Regions from separate parts of the Sus scrofa genome. Here region 2 is linked to region 1. Evidence: chromatin contacts called from public promoter capture Hi-C data. All regions are on one chromosome and are shown on one strand. The core of a region is the stretch at or near the end of the contact, and the rest is flanking DNA. Distances in the headings are between cores, read along the strand shown.

Region 1 (7,196 bases), core at 2,910-5,409:
CTCAGATCTGGTGTTACTGTGGCTGTGCTGTAGGCCGGCAGCTGCAGCTCCGATTCAACCCCTAGCCTGGGAACCTCCATATGCCGCAGGTGCAGCCCTAAAAAGACAAAATAACAAACGAAAAATAAAATGTAAGCTGCACTTGGCACAAAATCTAAAACATCAGATTTTAGGGAACCCCACTCTTCAGAGGGGAACCACTGGGACTTATGGGTAGAGTAGCAGAGAACCAGAGAATCTGTGTTAGAAGGAGGGTTTAAGGTTACGCAGTCTGTCCTCTGTCGCCTGTATGTGTGTGTGCTGTATATTTTGAACAATTTCATTCCACTGTATTATTAGAAAGCTCTGATCCAAAGTCTACCTCTGTGAGATAGAAAAGCCTATTTTCTTTTCTGCAAAACAGCTTTTCTACAGGCAAAGGCAGCTAAAAAGCCTCCCCTAACTCTCCTTTCTCCAGATGAGCAGCTCTTCATTAAATGAAATGTTTAGATTTGGAAGGCTTGGTATTTTCCTCAGGGCACACAGAACTGGGAAGGGGGAGGGGGGAGAGTCATATTTATATAGGATCGACTTAACAAAGACCTACCATCCATGACCTCAAACTTACCCTCAAGGAGATAATGTTCTAGCAGAAAAGGAGAGAAGCAAACAGACAAAACCATTAAAGTGCTAGGCTAGAGGGACCCATCAGACGCCACTGGGGATGGCAAGAGCCCCTAAGCTGGTCCTCCGTGTGTTGACGGTTGTTCAGAGAAGGCTTTTTTTTAATTATTATTATTGCTTTTTAGGGCCACCCCCTTGGCATATGAGGGTTCCCAGCTTAGGGATCGAATCAGAGCTGTAGCTGCCGGCCTACACCACAGCCACAGCAATGCCAGATTCAAGCTGAATCTGCGACCTACACCACAGCTCAAGGCAATGACGGATCCTTAACCCGCAACCTCGTGATTCCTAGTTGGATTCATTTCCGCTGAACCATGACGGGAACTTCCAGAGAAGGCTTTTTGAAAGAAAAAGCATCTGAACTGGATTTTGAAAAACGTCATAGGTTTTAGCCAAATGAATGAGAAGCTACCATAACAAATGCTCTCTCCCAAGGCTTTTCTCTTTTAAACCTTTACACGATATAATGAACACAATGTATAGTAAGTATAAAAGCAGTCTATATATAATTTGCAAAAATACTTCTCAAGGCCAATTTCTCACATCAAAGTTAGACTGCTGAATTATTTCACAGTTAAGGGAAAGCATTCCTTTTTTCTTTCTTTTTGGCTGCCCCCAGCAGCACATGGAAGTTCCTGGGCCAGGGATGAACCATGCCTCTGCAGCTGCCCATGCCACTGTGGTAACAATGCTGGATCCTTAACCCACTGAGCCACAAAACAACTCTGCAAAGGCGGAGCTCCCATCACGGCTCAGCGATAACCAGCCCTACCAGCATCCATGAGGACGCGGGTTCGATCCCTGGCCTCGCTCAGTGGGTTAAGGATCCGGTGTTGCCCTGGGCTGTGTGTGGGTTGCAGAGGTGCCTCGGTAAAAAGGAATTTATTCCATCATTTCTTTCCTTCTTTCTTTCTTAACGACTGCACCCGCAGCATATGGAAGTTCCAGGGCAAGGGACTGAATATGAGCTGCAGCTGCAACCATGCTGGATCCTTTAACCCACTGCACTGGGCTGGGGAGCCAACCCACACCTCTGCTCGACCGGAAGTGCTGCAGTCAGATCTTTAACTGCAGCACTGCAGGGGGAACTCCTTCCTCGTTTCTTAACACAGAATCTTTTGCTCCTCAGCTCCTAACATAAACCCTAAAACTAGTTATATATTTCAAGATTATCTGTCTCGTAAAGCATGTAGCGGGCAGAACTGTTTCGTTATGAAAACAAATGTGACATCTTCTTGCTCAGGTAGGACTGCCTACCAGTTAGCAAGTCCGCTCTTTCATTTAACCTTCACAACGCCTGCGAAGGAGCTCCTTTCAGTGATGGCATCCAGAGAAGGAAGCCTCCCTCTGGCCACACCCCTTTGCACTGTAACCTGGCCAGTCTCTCTATAAAGAGGTAGCTCCGGTGCCCCTCCCCTTGAATCCAGCCTGGTCTTGTGGCTTCCTTTGACCAGAACTTGAGAGCTGACTTCGTGAGGCTTCTAGGCAGGGGCCCTTAAGAGGTCCTGGAGCCTCCACTCTCACCCTGCGGAATACTCCCAAAGACCTGCGAGGAAGCCTCAGCTAAGGCACTGAGTGGGAGCCTGTGGAGAGAGACCCAGCCAACAGCCGGATATGTATGCTAGTCCATTTTCGCCACACCAGCCCCAGCTGAGTGGCCAGGTGACTGCCGTTGCATGAGTGGGCCCAGCAAAACAAGACCAGCAAAACAGCCCGGTCAACGAAAGCACCCCGAGAAATATTGCTGTTTTACACCATTACGTTTTTGATTTGCTACAGAGCAATCAATAACTAAAGCACCCAATAAGAGATACAATTGTTTATCTGCAATTCAAACTGAAGGAAGTTAAATGCTTAGCTTAAGTTTCAGAATTCTGCAAATACATAAAAAGTGTATCTCTTCTGATAAAGAATGCACTTATTTTTCTTCAACAAAACAAAAAGGAAAGCAGGCACGGAAACAAACATAAGCTAGTTTTACTTGCATCCAAATCTATCCAGATGCACAGCAGAGATGACTGCAATCTTGTAAATCAACTACACTTCAATAAAACTTTTTAAAAATGTGAAAAAACAAAAATGACTCTATTAAAATTACATGCAGAAAGGACTGAGCCATGAGACATATTCAACTTATTTCCAACCCAGGAAATAAGTCCATATATATTTAAGAACTGCTTAATAATGATAATAACAACAGTAGCGATGGCAATCCTGTGGCTCGAAACCTCAGGTCCTGGTCTACGCGATTTACGAGTGACATAAGTGCACACACACACATATACTCATTTTGTCCTCAGACAGAAGCAGCCCATTTTCCTGAGACGGAAACTGCGGCAGAAAGTAGTTAATCCCAAGGCGCAGAGCTAAATTTCCCACTCATAAAAGTAGATTACATTTACCACCAGGCAAAAGCATTACAACCTACGTAAAACAAAGTCAAGGCTTCAATAGCCAGGTTAGAGCAGGTGCATCCTATGAATACGGATCAAAGCGATCTCAGCTGTCAGCTTGAGAAACACGCTTTAAGCAGAATGCATGTTCATTACAAAAGAACAGCGCCGCGAAACCTACAAAGAGAAAACAAGACAACTTTATCCATCCATCCATCCATCCATCCATCCATAATTAACACTGTTGAATAACGGCTTGCAGGGCAGGCACACATCACACATTTTAACTTGCAGTGGACCTAAGCCCTCCGCATAAATTCCGACGAACTTCCTAAACAATCTTGAATCCTGGAAACACCACCACTCTAGACATCCTGACGCACGTCGTGGTGACATTCCACCTCCGTGCCCTTCTTCAGAGTTGCTGGCGGAGCGAGAGAACCCACAACACAAGAACCCACACAAGATGGTTTAGTGGTTCTGGACGGCGTGAGAGCGGCCATAACTCCACAGCCCCCGTCAGCCGCAAGAAGACATCTCCCCGGAAGGCTCTGCACCAAGGACCCAGACTATCAACTTCCCTCACTCAAAAAGAAAAAAGGGGAGAGCCGGGGCAGAGAGAGGCCAGAATGCGGGGTGCGAGGCCGGCCAGCGAGGGGAAGGGGCACCAGGCGAGGCGTGAAGGCCACGGGAGGAAGGTCCCACAGCCCGCGCTTCTAGAATCTTGGGACCAGAAGGGATGCCCTTGGGACTGAGTACGCGAAGAGTCGCCCCAGATCGACAACCCCCCGGGCTCCCTGCACAAGGTCCTCTCCCGTTTTCCGCGGCTCCCGGCAGCTGCCTCCACAACCGGCCTCAGGCCCGCCCCCTTGGTCATCGGGCCCACTCCCAGCTTCACAGCTGAAAGCCGCCATAAATCCAAGGAAAACAAGTCTCTGGCTTCCCTCCCCACCTTCCAGGCCCCTGGGAAATACTCACTTGCCCGCCAGATCTTTATGAGAGCCGCTCGAATTCATGAGCTGGGCCAAATCCTGCCGCACGGCTGCCGCCATCTTCCTCCGAGCTCAGCGGAGGCTGCGGGGCCTCTCGCGGCCAAAGGGAAACGAGTCTAGTCCTCCAGAGTCCGGCCAGAGGGAACCCGAGAGGCCACAGAGTAGCGCCTGTGTGGGCCAGAGCGCCGAGGTCGGGAGCCTGCGTTAGGCCCGCCCCCAGCGTTGAGTGACGCGAAGCTCCACTGCTCAGATCCTAAGCCCGCCCAGGCGTCTCCCGCCGACTCCGGCTCGCACGCTCCCACTTGGGATTGGCGGGTGAACCCCAAGGGGCGGAGTCGCCTGTGCACCTCCTGTAAGTGTCCGATACGCAAAACCACTCCATCTTCAAGTTCCGTGGCTCTCGTCTTGCTTTACCGTTCCTTGTTCTTCAAGGCGGCACCTGAACTACTCATAATAAAGAACGAGTTGGTTTTTGTGTACAGTTCACCACAGACCAGTACTTTTGTCAAGTACAGTAAAATGTGCGCCCATCCCTGTTTCCACTCTTCACACTTTATATAGGTTGAGCATACATCCCAGTTTGTCCAGGACAGGAGTAATTATTTACTCTGTAAACTGTTCCATTTGGATAACAAATTATATGATCACCCTACCTTGATATGTAATTGTATTTATTATCCCTGTATCTTTATACAATTTCTGTCTGCAAATACAAGCAAATAAATGTAAATTTTTGTCTATCCTTTCTAGCTTTCACAAAAGATAATACACCATATCATTATTCTGCTCTTGCTTTTTTCACTATTCTTGAAGATGCAAGTCCGCATACCTGCTTCATTCTTTTTTTAGAGCTGGAGAGTATTACATATCATAAGGGACACCCTGGTTTATTGAATCTGTATAGCTAGACACTCGAGTTGTTTTTAATTAATCGCCAGTGCTGCAGTGAATAACCTTGTTCGTACCTCATTTTGTACGTGTACATGTAGAATACATTCCGAGAAGAGAGCTGAAGGGTCGACGTACTTACAGTTGTGATAGATGTTGCCAAATTGCATTTTATAGGAATGGTACCATTTTGCCTTCCAAGCAGCAATATCATAGGGGTGCAAATTTCCTCAGACTTGCCAACACAGGATGTTAAACTTTTGAATTTCTGCACTCTATATGTGAAAACTAGCATATTCCCTCTTTGGGGAAGGGGAAAGAAAAGAAGACCAGAATAGGAGTTCCCGTCATGGCTCAGTGGCTAACGAATCCAACTAGGAACCATGAGGTTGTGGGTTCGATCCTTGGCCTCGCTCAGTGGGTTAGGAATCTGGCGTCGCCATGAGCTGTGATGTAGGTTGCAGATTCGGCTCAGATTCCATGTTGCTGTGGCTTGACTCCTAGCCTGGGAACCTCCATATGCCCACCTGCGGTCCTAGAAGAGGCAAAAACACACACACAAAAGACCAGAACAAAGAAATCCTTTGAGAAAGTAATGAGATTACCCACATCCATTCAGAACCCACTCCATTGTTAAGAACTTAGGCAAATCACGGAGTTCCTGTCATGGCTCAGAGGTAGTGAACCAAACTAGTATCCATAAGGATGCAGGTTCTATTCCTGGCCTCACTCAGTGGGTTAAGGATTTGGCCTTGCCTTGAGCTGTGGTGTAGGTCACAGATGCCGCTTGGATCCCGAGTTGCTGTGGCTACAGCTCCGATTCAACCCCTAGCCTGGGAATTTCCATGTGCCAGCAGATGTGGCCCTAAAAAAAGCAAAAAGAAGAAAAGAAAAAAAAAAACTTAGTCAATCACCATGCCTGGCAACAATGAGACTGGAAATTTAGTTTGTTTTTGCCCAGCAAAAAGGAAAAGATGGTTTTAAAGGGACAATCACCAGTCTCTACTACCATCTGTCCTTCTGACCATTCTCCTTAGAGTAGAACACTCGCCCTAAAGAAGAGAGTTGAATTTCCCAGTTTCTCTATCAGCTTAAAATCTAGAATGTCTGATGATGCACAACCCTATCCATCAGGTAGGGATGTAACTTTTTGTGGTCCAGACCCTTATATATCCTATGAAACAAATTACCTGCCTCATGCTGATACAGGTAATACAAAAGCAATAGTGGAACAAAAACAGGAGGGACAGGATAACTACAGATACAACTCAGAAAAAGTAAGAGTGGGAAACACCCAGCAGATACTTGTCCACAGCAATGGCAGAATCCTGGGCAGGAATTATAAACACCCACTATCCTGCTTCGACCCTAGTACAGCATTTTGAGAGATCATTGCTCATTCGTTGTATTCTGTAGACCCAAGATTTGTCCTCTGAATGTAAGTTAACCGGACAGGGGAGGATTTTTCCTCTTTAGGGAAATGCTCTAGGGATTAAACAATTGAGGGCATTCTGGGCCAGGTTTTTCAGGGGTTTTTTAAACATGACTTCAGTAAACTCTGTTTGCTTACAGTTTCAGGTGCCAATAACCGCACCCAAAGTTGTTTCTAGGAGTGGTCATTAAATCTCCTCTAGGAAGTTCCCATCATGGCTCAGCAGAAACGAATCCGACTAGTAACGATGAGGTTGCAGGTTCGATCCCTGGCCTCGCTCAGCGGACTAAGGATCCAGCGTTGCAGTGAGCTGTGGTGTAGGTTGCAGGCGGCTCAGATCCTGTATTGCTGTGGCTGTGGTGTAGGCCTGTAGCTGTCACTCAGATTCGACCCCTAGCCTGGGAACTTCTGTATGCCTTGAGGGGGGCCCTAAAAAGCCAAAAAAAAAAAAAAATCTGCCCTATTTCCTGACTTCCACACTCAACCCACTCGTAATGTCTTAATGACGGCATATCCTTGGAATCATCTGAAACAGTGAGCTTAAGTGAGAAAATAACACTATTGGTTTTTTACTTCCAGAAGGTATAGTATTTAATCCTACGCCTTCCACCTCCACTTCATTCCTAGTTTTCACTGAGGAAAGTTGGTACTTTCACTCATTTCACCACGTGTTTTGTTTTCCTCTACGGTATGTCTCTTCTGTTTTAGGAATCTTTAACGTACCACTTGTGTTAAAATTCTCAGTTATATTGTCATGATTCACTTACAGTCCTATGTACATTCAACGTGAATTTTATTCACCACAAATTCCCTTTCCCTTCATCTTCC
Region 2 (7,196 bases), core at 2,670-5,169, 530 kb after region 1:
CTTTTCCCTCCCATCTTTTCTCATCCCATTTATAATAAAAGCAAAGTGCTAACTGCTGCTTACAAGGCGCTGGGTGACCTCATTTCTGGACACTTCTCAGGTATGACCTCTTACTTTTTTTGCCTTCCCTCTGTTCATCCACAGTGCCCTCGATCGCTCAGTGTCAAGCACCCTTCTGTCTTTGGCTCGTAGTCTTCCCTGAGCTGTGTATCCCTTCCTCCCTCACCTTCTTCGGGGCTCTACTCAAAAAGGCGCCTCCTTGAAGAGTCTTCTCGGACCTCTGTATCTAGAATAGCCTGTCAAGGACAATTACGAACCCCCTGACTTTTGCCAGGAGCACATGAGTGGGTGGAGGTGTCAATTACTGGGAAGAGGAAGACCGAGGCTGATTTGCAGGGAAGGTGAGTCGGACATCTAAAGCTTGAGATGCCTGCGGGACGTCCAAGTGCAGACGTTAAGCAGGCAGTTGGATACGTAGGTCTGGAGTGAAGTAACTATTTTCTTTCTTTCCTCTTTTTAGGGCTGCACCTGTAGCATATGGAAGTTCCCAGGCTAGGGGTAGAATTGGAGCTGTAGCTGCCAGCCTACACCACAGCCACAGCCACTCAGGATCTGAGTCGTGCCTGTGACCTACACCACAGCTCACGGCAATGCCAGATCCTTGACCCACTGATCGAGGCCAGGTATTGAACATGCAACCTCAGGGATACTGGTCTGATTCGTTTCTGCTTCACCACAGTGGGAACTCCTGTACCTTGTATAGGAAATGGGTTTTTATGGACAGTTTATTCTAGGTTGCTGAATGAAATGCATATTCCACTTAAAAAAATTTGAGCATAGATTTGCTTGCCCCATGTGTACAGTGCATTTAGCAGATTAAAACTGTGATCTTTTGACTTCTGTGTGTACATCTTGTCCCAGGTAAAAGTGATTCCAGTTTAAGCCTCAAATGAACTTTTTTTGCCTTTTATAAGTACTCTAGTTTTTTCTGCAGTTTTTGCTTCATAAATGCTGAATTTGAGAGTTCCCATTGTAGCTCAGGGGGTTAAGAACTCCACTAGAATCCATGAGGATGCGGATTCAATCCCTGGCCTTGAACAGTGGGTTAAGGATCTGGTGTTGCCATGAGCTGTGGTGTAGGTCGCAGATGTGGCTTGGATCTGGTGTTACTGCAAGCTGCATCGTAGGCTGCAGATGCAGCTTGGATCTGGCAGTGCTGTGGATGTGGTGTAGGCTGGCAGCTGCATGTCTCAAGTACCCGAGCTCAATTCAGTGAGGCTCTGGTACTTCAGTGTGTTATCTGAAACACACTGGGAATCTCCCAAAGCATGGACACTGAGGGGATATTACTTCCCTGCAGTGGTTTGGGCCAGTCTAATAAAGCACCAATATACAATCTTCAGCCACTTACACATTAAGTTCTTACACGTGTATATGGGATAAAAGTTTAGTTTTCTCCCTCTTAAGGATTTTCACAAATCAACAAGTGGTTTGAGCAAGTGTTTTTATGCCAGAGATGGAATAGGATGGTGGGAAGAGACTTTTAAGTCCTTGGAAGCGTATCTACTTGGCCAGAAAGATTCTAAACCCAGCAAGTTGCCATTAAATAATTCCATCAGCAATTAGCCTATGAGTGTCTATGTACGTGTGTGTGAGGCAGAAAGGAAACACAGAACAATTACCTTTACTCTCCAGGAAACCACGGTCTAGCAAATTGCACATTTACAATAACAGGAGTAAGGATAAAGGATGTGAGAATGAATAATTAATTCTGTCTCAGGCAGTGTGGGAAGGCTTCACAGAAGGAGGAACTTTGTCTTTTTTCTTAAGTAGTAACATTTCATTGGGGTCTTGAAGGATGAATATGAGTAGCTGAGTAATGTGAAGAGAACTAGGGTTGAAGTTAAGTGAGTTCCGAGAAGAATGCTGGGTGGATGCTGAGACAGAGGATGTAGAGATTTGGACTGTAACATGTCGGGTTATGAGTGATAAGGCATGCATATGCACATAACATATAGGAAAGGTGTTAGCTTTAAAATCACTCCTAGCTTTCCTGGAATTTTTAGTATAAACTCCAAGAAGTCCATGAGCCACTGGGCTACGTGTGAATTAAAATGAACCTTTTAGGGAAATGTGTTGCCGAAAGGCAGGCATGGGGATTTCCCTTGTGGTGCAAGTGGTTAAGGATCTGGCATTGTCACTGCAGCAGTTTGGGGAGCTACTGTGGCAAGGGTTCAATCCCTGGCCTGGGAACTTTCCTATGCCCTGCCCCACTTCCCCCCTAAAAAAGAGAAGCAACAACTACGTTTCTTAAAAAATAAACAATAACCACGTTTCTTTAAAAAACAAACAAAAAGCAGACTTGTCTAAAAGTGTCTCAAGAGCAAAAGAATCCTCTTTTGAACGCAAGAGATTCGAGGCACCCCCTTCAGGCGTTCTTTTTAGTTGTCTCTAAACTGGAGTATTTGGTAGAGCACAACACTCACTTTCTTCTTGGCTTCCACTTCGACAGATGGAGACACACCCGAAGTCGCCACCACGTGCTCTGAGGTACGCATCCTTGGCATTGCTTGTTTATGATTTCCTTAGAGGAATTCAGTACGATGGTCTTTTAAGACGTTTTCAGAATTTGATCTGCATTCTAGGGTTTTAATTATTCTGTAACACAAAGTCTCTAACTTAAGTAATTATAAAACATTAGACATTTTTAATCCTAGAGGTTTTGGGTAGCGTTAGTATCAATGCATTTAACTACATAATGAAAACCAAATATTTTACCTCTCCAGAGTCCTCTGCTGTATCTCGCACTAGTCTTCGTTTGCTCAGTGTCTGGGCACATGACGAAACAGGCGCAAAATCATCTCCTGACGAAAGAAGTGCCCCAAACCTTCATTTTCTTCTAGATGTGCGTGCAGGAAGCTGCCAGTCCCCGAGCCCGAATAACTCAGTTTCCAGCCAAGGCACTTGGGATTTCTAACAGGTCTGTTAAAGACGAACTTGACTGCTACCCCGCACAAGACGCCTGGCGGGTTTAACCAAAGCCGCCCAAACCCACAACGCCCCAAACCGAGCACCCTCGTAAAGACGATGCACACAACGCACAGACTGAAGACCATTACATTAACCGAACGCGCGCTTGATCTCACACACGTCCCCAAGGACGTGGCAGGTGTCGGGATCCTCCGAGTAAGCAGAGCAAGACAACCCCGTTTCTTAAAACACGCAAGGTGCCCGCTGCTTTCGACGAAAAACTTCAGGAGACGGGCAGGCAGGCACACATCCGACCCGGAGAACAAGCCGCGAAGGAGGCAGCCCTTCGGGCCGGCGGCTCCAGCCCGCCCGCCGGGGCTGGGGGGCGCGGCAGCGGCAGCCGCGGGCACCTCAATGTCACCCGGGCGCGGGCGGCTCCGGTGGCCGGAGGAGCTGCCGCAGGCCGTGCACGGGCGCGGCCGGCCCGGCGTCCCCGGAGCGGCGTGGGCCCGGCCGCCCCCTCGGGGTGGCCGCTCTCCTCCCGCGGACCCCGGCGCCCAGGGCCGCCGGCGGGGCGCCTCTCCTCCCTCGCCGAGTCCGCCGGCGCGCGGGCACGGCCGCCGCCCGCGAGGCGCCCCCACTCCGCTGCCCGCCGCCCCGCCTGCTGGAGCGGGCGGGCGGGCAGGCAGGGGTGGGGTGGGCGGGTGAGCGCCCCGGGAACCCTCGAGAGGCGAGGGCGGGGGAAGCGGCCCCTCTAGCTGCGCCTTGGAAACAGCGCCCCTTGTTCTCGATGGTCTCGGCGCGGCTCTCCCGGCGGACGCCACTTCCGGTTCCTTTTAAAGGCCCCACGCAGAGCGGCGCGGCGCGTGCGGAGAAGGTATGAAAGGCGGCGCGCGGGCGGGACCGAGGAGGAAGGGGAAAAACTGGCGGGGGGGCGGGGGTGCAAAGGGCGCGCTCGCGCGTCACGTGACCGGGACGCGCCGTTCTTCCGTCGGCCATTTTAGGTGGTCCGCGGCGGCGCCATTAAAGCGAGGAGGAGGCGAGAGGGGCCGCCGCTGTGTCTTATTCTTTTTTAGTGCAGCGGGCGAGAGCGGGCGTGCGCGCCGCGCGAGAGTGGGAGGCGAGGGGGGCAGGCCAGGGAGAGGCGCAGGAGCCTGTGCAGCCGCGCGCGCCGTCTCTGTCTTGTTGTGTGCCTCGCGCGGCGGAGCGGGCGCGCGGCGGCGGCGGGGATTACTTTGCTGCTAGTTTCGGCTCGCGGCGGCGGCGGGTGTCGTCTCGGCGGCGGCGGCGGCGGTAGCGCTATGTCGGAGGAGCAGTTCGGCGGGGACGGGGCGGCGGCGGCGGCGACGGCGGCGGTAGGCGGCTCGGCGGGCGAGCAGGAGGGAGCCATGGTGGCGGCGGCGCCGGGGGCAGCGGCGGCGGCGGGAAGCGGAGCCGGGACCGGGGGCGGAACCGCGGCTGCTGGCACGGAAGGGGGCAGCGCCGAGTCGGAGGGGGCGAAGATCGACGCCAGTAAGAACGAGGAGGACGAAGGGTGAGTAAGGGGCGGCCCGGGATAGTCAGGCCCAGCTCCCCTCCCCCTCCCCGTGCCCCGCCATTAGGCCTCGTTCCCGCCCGGCCCGCGCGCAGCCTCGGCGCCCCGCGCGCCCCTCTCCGCGCCGGACTCCCGGGCCCGCGTCCCCTGCCCCTGCCCGCGGGCCGCCCCCTCCCCCATCCCACACGTTTCCACCTTTAGCCGTCACCATGCCGCTCCCGGCCCGCCCTCCTCCCCTCCCTCGCCTCGGGTCTCCTCCCACTGGCGGAGCCGCCGGGATTTTTTCCCGCCCGCCGAGGGGTTACCTTTTTTCCGCTGCCGCTGTCTTCTCGCGTCCCCGTTTTCTGAAGTCCCGGGCAGGACGGCGCCGGCGGACACAAAAGCCTTTATGCCCGGGCGACTCAGGCTTATGGGGTTGCCCTCACCCCGGCCTCCCGGGACGGCGAGTATTTATCAACACACGCTTCGGGGAGCGTGTAGGCTGTCCGGCGGCGCTCCTCCCTCTCGGCTTCAGGCCGAGCGCCTCTGAGTCGCGGGCGCGAGTTCCTCCGCGGCCTCCGCGTTCCCTCCGCACCGGCTGGCGCGGCGGCTCGCCCCGCGGCCCCTGCGCTGCGGCCGCCGGACCCCCGGGCCTGGTGGAGGGCGCCCGCGGCTGCGGCCGTTCCGCTCCGCCGGCTTTCCTTAAGTTGCCCGGCGGCGGGGCCTGCCCGGGGCTCGAGCCGTTCCGGCTCCCGCCGGCCGGCTGCCCTCCCCCATCCCGCCGAGCGAACTCTCCCGCGCACCTTTTCCGCGCCCTCCGCTCTTGGAGTCCCCAGCTGTTCGTAGGTTGTACTCTTGCCTCATTTTTTCTGTGTAGTTTCCGTTTTTCACAACCCACCCCGTGCGCAGGGTCCTTTTCTTTGGTCTCTCCTGGTGCTCTCTTTCCCGCTCTCTTAACCCACTTAAGTTAAAGGAGGCCCGCCATCCTTTTTTCATAATGAACAAATCCTGTATTGTGCCATGGCCTTTTTTTTTTTTTTTTGCATATTAAACAGTAACTTTGCTTCTCCCAATTGGAATGCGAAGCATACATTATTTGAAGCTGCATAGTATTTATCAGAACGCAGCATTTGGGAGCCGGGAGCATAACACAGGGTTAGCAGGAGGGACTGAATCTAGGCTCTTGGTTGGGTTTTCTTTTCATTCCCGTTACTGATTGCTGATCTCGGGTCAACACTTCCATTACCTTTTGTAATTGGATGTGTGTGTGTGAAATTTTTTCCACGGTACCAAGGAGAAAGGTGTTGGTGGAAGGCAAAAGTAATGTCGCTTTAACCATTTAAATATTTCCTTTATTGGGAAAGAGCGTAAGAGTTGGAGGAGGGGGAGAGAAGCCCTTTGGAATGTAGGATTTAATAATCTCAGCCTAAGCAGACTCTTGTCAGGCTGTTTTGCCGATTGTGCTGGCTTTGGGAGAGTGCAGATGGGATGGGAAACGAGCTTTTTTCCCTTAGCTTCTCCTGAATCATGTATAGCTTAATTTAAGAAAGGGATTATGTTAAATATTTGAAACTTAAGCCTTTAACATTTTGGGTTTTGTTTTCTGAATTCTGTTCTTTGGACAGAGGCACCAAAATGATTAATTGTATAATTTGCTGTTTGGGGCAGGTTTTCTGTTAGTTCTGAGTTTTCAAATCTGAAAGCAGCTCCCTTTGTAGTTATCTACTATTGAACTGAAGTGTAAATGAATTAAAGTTTTTAACCCTAACAATGTCAAAAACTAAAACTAGAATTTTGATTGGTTGCTGTACCGGTTGTTAATTCCCTAGCCATTCAAACTCCTCCCCACGACACACTGAAGCAGCGACGGCACAGCGGGAAGAATGGTAAAACTTTTAAATTTTATTTCTGTATTATAAAGGTTTTCAGTAGTCATAACATGCAGAGGCTGTGTATTGGTTAGTTGCCCATTGATCCCCAGGAAATTCTAGACTTAAATAGTATAGTAGGATATTTTGTACCTGGGATATAAAACCTTTTTAGGCATCATGTGTGATCTTTGGGCAAAATTGATGCCATTACGTGGATTTTGATCTGTGGTAATGCATGTAATTGTGGTTTGGCCAATTAAAGCTTAATATAGTTAGTACTGATACTTTTTATATTTGGGCAAGAAAAAATATTACTATTAAATTTGATTTTCTTGAGACAAATTTTTGTTGTAATTCTAAGTTTAATGCTATATGTGAAGGTTATTTGATACTGTGTTGTGTGTTTAAAATGTCTTGCATGTTATACTGAAATATTCTGGAGATGTCAACAGCAAACCAATTTTTAAAGTAGTGTTGTGTATATGTATGCAGAACTGAAGTTTTTATCACCAACCATATTTGTAAATAGAACTTTTAATAAAAATTGCGTTATGTACTGTTAGAGGCACACTGATGTGACTTTCCACTACAGCTTAAATCAGATTTTTAAATTTTTAGTGTGATTTGGCTGGAATGTTAATTACAGTTGGTTGGTTGACATGTATTCACAATTGCATGGCTTTTTGGAAGGCTGGCAGATTGAGTATTCTTTTTATCTCTCCCTTTCTCTTTTCCTAAATGTCAGTATTTCTGTCTTTAGGATTATATTTGAGTTTTTCCAGGAGTTTGTATCCACAACTACTCCAGTTGAGAGGGCCAGTAACTTGCACATAGTTGACTCA

Evidence for each region. Promoter capture Hi-C pulls out the DNA fragments that hold promoters and counts their contacts.
Region 2: a contact with region 1 is called in a promoter capture Hi-C map of liver, with 5 times the contacts expected there. The contact joins the promoter of HNRNPD here to the promoter of COPS4 in region 1. A contact is called at or near these places in 1 of 5 promoter capture datasets (liver), 1 of 47 Hi-C or Micro-C datasets (heart right ventricle) and 2 of 2 datasets of contacts at active chromatin or transcription factors (alveolar macrophages and skeletal muscle).

The regions. Positions count from the first base shown.
Region 1 is chr8:135,310,185-135,317,380 of Sscrofa11.1, forward strand. It overlaps COPS4 (COP9 signalosome subunit 4), which reads right to left and starts at 4,160. Exons shown (of 10, transcript NM_001105304.1): 1 at 4,035-4,160. The coding sequence starts at 4,108.
Region 2 is chr8:135,840,573-135,847,768 of Sscrofa11.1, forward strand. It overlaps HNRNPD (heterogeneous nuclear ribonucleoprotein D0), which reads left to right and starts at 3,920. Exons shown (of 7, transcript XM_021101885.1): 1 at 3,920-4,504. The coding sequence starts at 4,272. It overlaps LOC110255270, which reads right to left and starts at 3,993. Exons shown (of 2, transcript XM_021101889.1): 1 at 2,779-3,993; 2 at 1-2,584. The coding sequence starts at 3,969. The coding sequence ends at 3,388. It also overlaps the pseudogene LOC100737946.